Regions from separate parts of the Oryctolagus cuniculus genome. Here region 2 is linked to region 1. A link is a contact called in public Hi-C data. All regions are on one chromosome and are shown on one strand. The core of a region is the stretch at or near the end of the contact, and the rest is flanking DNA. Distances in the headings are between cores, read along the strand shown.

Region 1 (2,723 bases), core at 139-2,638:
GAGAAAGAAGATCCAGATAAGAAAGGAGAGTGTTGAAATTTTAAGTTAATGCTTAATTAACTTAATGCTTAATTAAGTTAGGTCACCAAACTTCAAATAATTTTTATCTTAAAAATGAAAGGTGAACAGATTAGAGATAATGCCTAAATACATGAGGGGTATCCAAAAAAGTTCATAGGAAATGTGTATTATAAAAAGACTGCATGGATTTTCAAATTTTTTGCACCATAATAAACATCTTTCCATTTCATTTTTCATAAACTTTTTGAAATCCCCTCACTTTTTAGAAAGGTTCGACTGTGTAATCAAATGGATGTTACAGATTTTTAAAAGTAACAAGATGCTGGGAAATTCTAGAAGCCCTGAATCCTCAAAAAGCAGTTGGCAAACTGGGCTACACTCCTCAATCTACCTGCACTGGTGGAATGTAGAACATTATCCACCAACCAATGTCGACAGGAATTATGACTAGAGGAGTTTTCTGAGTGGCCTCATTCACCCTATTTTTCTTTCTGTAGGCCCTCAGGCACACGACAGTGAGTTTCTCGGAATGCCAGACCTAGAAAAAGACTGCAGGTGAGATGTTTTCAATAATAAATATGAAAAATGACTCTGCCTAAGGTTCGTTAGCATTTTTCATACTTTATTGGAAATCTTTATTTCAATAAATGCTTTTGTCACATTCCTCCTGTCACTAGTTCCTCAGAGCACGGTATAGGCCTACAGTAAAGTCTGTCATTGCCATTCCCTCTGTCTGCCCCTCTGCCAAGATCTGGAACTGAAAGCTGTGCTGTCTAAACACAGAGTTGCTCAGACTCCAAACACTTCCTTAGGGAAAGAAAACGCTCAGTTTTCAGATTCACCACCTGCAAAGAGGGGGTAAGTGCATTGCTTGTTTGTCAGTTGACCTTTGTCATCCATGTGGTCAATGAGCAGACAGTATGGTAATAACAAGGCTATACTGCTTGGGACTCTTTGGACCTCTACAGGAAGATCAGAGAACACCCACACACATGATCACACACACAAACAAAAGGCGAGCACGGGGGAGACTGTTTCTGTTGAGAAAATGACACACTCACAAAGTCTTTGAGGAGGAAAATAAAACTGCAAGAGGTAGAGATGAAAACACAGTGTGCTGGCTGCGTGACTACCCGTAACTCAGTCGGCTTATTTTCTATTCCAAGCTAATACTCTCCTCCCTTGAAACTCCAGCTTGTAAATGTATTTATAGCTGCTCGACACAGCATGCTGGATACTTTAAAAAAAAAAAAAAAAAACACTTAGTCATTGTTCCTGGTGAACCAGTTTTGCAAGAGTTAAACTAATCCCTTACACAAAGCTGAAAGTACTTGGCCAAAAGATTTAGCAAGGAAGTCACACACTTGGCCTAAAAGTTAGCTGACTCAGTCAGGCTTCTACATAATCTCAGATACTATCCATTTCCAGGGTAAACTGTTTATGATCTGTCAGAAAGGAAGGCATCACGGGACTCCTGTGCCAATGCCTGTGTTAACTGATGGGTCTCTTCTTTATACAATCACAGTAAGTGCCCTGACAGTTCTGGCTTCTTGCTCTTTTGCTCCACCATTCCCAAGGCCTGAGGCACGACAGCATGCTAAAGCTGGAGTTTCCAATTCAAATGTGCAAGGTTTTCCTATGAACTCTGGGAATAATCAAAGAATTCTAAAGCAATTAATCGAAATGTGACACTCTCCCCTCTCCAGCCTATAGGTAAGAGCAAGAAGGACTCCATAAGTTCTAAAAAGAGGGACAAAGGGCAGAGATTTTACTGGGAAACGAGCTATTGTAAGCAGTAGCCAAAGAACTTGACTCAAAATAGTAATTGTACAATAAGAATATTATTTATTCTTAGATTATATTCAAAGGATCAATCTAAAAATAGCAAACTTTTCTGAAAATAGTTTTGATAAGATTGAGAAAAATACCAATTGCACCTATTATAGAGGAATATTGTCAAGGCTGAAGATTAGAGCATATTACAGGAGATAAAAGTCAGAGTTGTAGAGGGAGGCTGGGGAAAAGACATTAAACCATCTCTTGGTGCTGGGCAGAAAATCCCATGATTCATCTTGACACCCCAGTTTTTATCAAGATAATTGGCATAAGGAGGAGGAGTTTTGTACATGTTTTTTCCATCAAAGGGACACTGAACACTTAAAGAAGAGGAAAGAGAGGAGAATGATAGCTCAAAGAAGATAGAGGAAGACATAGACAGAAGAGAAAGAGGAAAAGGAGGAAAGGGAGGAGAAAACAGAAAAAATGGAAGGGCCAAAAAAGAGAGAAATGGCCATGACCAATTGGCCCTCAAGTTGAGATCATCCTGACTATTTATGTGACTCCTTGGAGTTCAAGAATATTTTTACCCTCTTGGAGAGTTACTTTAATTGTTGGTTCTTGCTCTATAAAACTGGGTAGTTTTTATTTTATTTTTGTTTTTGTTTTTACATCAGAGCTGCTTTCTTGAAGTGATTTCACAGTCTGACTTAGCTTTTTAAAAAATTTAATCATTTATATTTTGTTTGGAAGGCAGAGAGAAAGAAACAGAAAGACAGAGATCTATAGATCTATCTGCTGGTTTACTTCCCAAATGCCTACAACAGTTGAGATTAGGCTAGGCGAAAGTCAAGAGCCTGGAACTCCATCAAGATCTCCTGTGTGTGTGGCAGGGACCCAAGTACTTGAACCATCTCCTACTGCCT
Region 2 (2,723 bases), core at 71-2,570, 310 kb after region 1:
CTTATACAACTGATCTGATGTGCAGGTGGGATATTAAAGTTCTATAAAACTCTTAGGCAATTATAATGAGTATCTAAGACTGAGAACCATTGTTTTAAAGGCTTTTACTTGATGTCAAAACAAACACAACCATGGCTGAATATCAAGAAAGCAAAAAGAGTCCTCAACAACACTTGGAGAGGAAAAGCAACAATAAAACAGTAGTGGTACCAAGTTAGTCTCCAAAGTACAAATGGGAGATATTTTGCAGCTCTAGCAATTGGACAATGCATTTTTCTCCTGCCAAGGATGTTGGATTTATTCATCCATCACTGCTTCACCAGACAGGGAAAGGGAGAATACAATAACACACCGCTCAGTTGAGGATTTGAGCAGTTTGGAAGACAGAAACTAATCTATCCACACAGCTGGCCCCAAAGACTAGGGATTAAGCCAAAGAAATTAACAGAATGCTGTTCTAGTTCCAAAGAGGATCAGAAAAATTCAGGAGTATAAGGGTTGGGTGGGAGGACTTAAGACCCATAGGAAACACACACTCCTAGTGTGATGGACACAGGTGAGTCCCTGCAATCCCCAGAAGCTCTCAAGCGACCATGTCTTAGCATGACAAGAGTAATGTGGGTTGGGTGAGTGGGGGGAGGGGTTCACAAGGGGGTGTGTATAGCTAAGAAGGGTGGCTTATGTTGGATGCAGAGATGACTATATGACTGTACCACAGCTCTCCAGCTAAGAGAGCTCTCAAGTTTTCAGATAAAGCTTGTTATTCAAAAACTTAAATTTTTCACTACTTGGATACAGGGTAGCCTCCAGCTCTTTCTGTAATGTTTGTAAATTAGTAGTCAGCTATGAAGATGGCCTTCTGCTGAGTAGAAGAGAGAAGCTCACAACAATAGTGATAACTAATATTTGTTGAGCACTCACTGTATCAGGCAATGTATTCGTAATGTTGTATGCATTATCTCATTTCATCCTTTCAACAATATTAATAGGAAACAGGCTAAAGGAAAGCCAGCCTCCAAGGTCACTACCAATCATTTTGTTGTCTTGAAATTCACGTCTTCATGTCGTCTCTTCCACACTTAACCAGGGCTGGTCTGTGCGATTAATAGCATACAGAAGAAGTGACACACTGGGACTTGCAAGGCTACCTCAGGAAATGCCTAGTGTATTCCGTTTTCTTCTCTTAGGTCACTTACTTTGGGGGAAGCAAGCAGCCATGTGGAGAGGTTCTCACAGAGAGGAACTGAGGCCTACTGCTCAAGGACAATGCTAATTGGTAGGCCGTAGAGTGAGTCACCCTTGAGAAAATCCTGCAGCCCCAGACAAGTTTCTAGCTTATTAGAGCCCCAGCTGGCATCCAAGCACAACTTCCTGAAAGACCCTGAGCCAGAACTGCCCAGCCAAGCTGCTCCTGAGCTCTTGACTCAAAGGAGCTTTCTGCTTGTTAGTGTTTCTAATAGAACTGAGCTCACACTGCTCATGGCAGTAATCTTGATAATGCACTTTTCTTTCCTCTCTTCCCTGTCTCATTTTCCCAGTTCTGTCACTCCTGTTTCCTGTATCCACCTCGCAAATAAACAAGCCACACCCAGCTTCTTTTCTGGACCCTGTTTTTAGGAAAAACACAAACAAACACAAACGTAATAATATGCTTTTTTTCCATAGACTGAGACGAAGATCTGTTAACAGCATAATAAAGGCTAAACATTTCAGTTAGCAGTTAAGATGCTGCATGGGACACCCACATTCCACACTGGAGTGCTTGGGTTTGAGTGCTCCCTCCATTTCCAATTCTAGTTTGCCACTAGTTTGCACCCTAGGAGGTGATGGCTCAAGGGGTTGGGTCCCTGCTACTTAAGTTGGGAGACTTGAATGAATTCTTGGCTCCCAGCTTTGGTCTGGGACAGCCATTGCAGGAATTTGAGGAATGAATCAGCAAATGGAAGACTTCTGTCTGTCTGTCTCTGTATCTCCCTCTGTTTCTCTGCCTTTCAATTAAATAAAAATAAATTAAGTTTTTAACAAAAGCACATCAAGCAAGGTGTTTTTGAAAACTGAAATTTGGGGAGTAATTCCACTCCCACAGAGTTTTACTGCCTCTGTTGTTTTTCCTCTGCTGCCAAGAAAACAGATTCAGAAATTGCTGAAAGCCTCACGAAATTTATGTGCATAACTCAAAGAGCTTTGAGTTGGGTTCATTGTTTTTGTCAGTGATTTTCAACCATAAGCCTTTCCCACCTGCAGGGCTGACCTTGGCATCTTGTTGGTGATAAAATTTCCCACAAGACTTCAAGGGCAGCTGCCTTGACAACTGGGCTTTTGGCCAGCCTGGCCTCTCCAGTCTTCCCAGGATGAATTTTGACCAGGCACCAGAAATAATCAAGTTTTTCAAAGAAAAATTTCTAAAGAAATACTCTTTCTTGGCTCCTTTCTTGGACAACTATAAAATCTTCCTTTGAGTTTTAGCCAAGTCATGACTATCGTTTTGATAAGTCTTGGCATCCTGGGTTTGTTCTCTGCGAACTATGAGCATGAAGATATCCAGTTCAAGCTGTCAAAAAGTCATGTTGAGATATAATGGTTAGAAATCCATGTGTCTGCCCCACTGAAAAGGGGCAGGTGAATGAAGTGAGAGCAGGTACTGTCCAGTGGCTGTTTCCAAAAGTTGTATTCACTAAATTGACTTGAAACCAGCTCTTCAGGTGTGGAATGTATTTCTCACA

The links. Hi-C and Micro-C count contacts between places; a contact is called where the count stands out from the background.
Region 2: a contact with region 1 is called in a Hi-C map of liver, with 11 times the contacts expected there. The contact joins two enhancer-like sites. A contact is called at or near these places in 4 of 6 Hi-C or Micro-C datasets (embryonic fibroblasts, liver, psoas muscle and 1 more).

Annotation. Positions count from the first base shown.
Region 1 is chr1:157,638,768-157,641,490 of mOryCun1.1, forward strand. No RefSeq gene overlaps it. Among named protein-coding and RNA genes, the nearest start is that of TMC1, 89 kb to the left of the region's middle. Within about 2 kb of position 1,389, at least 1 of the 8 cell types and tissues checked has an H3K27ac peak or open chromatin away from gene starts, as enhancers often do.
Region 2 is chr1:157,949,236-157,951,958 of mOryCun1.1, forward strand. No RefSeq gene overlaps it. Among named protein-coding and RNA genes, the nearest start is that of ZFAND5, 78 kb to the left of the region's middle. Within about 2 kb of position 1,321, at least 1 of the 8 cell types and tissues checked has an H3K27ac peak or open chromatin away from gene starts, as enhancers often do.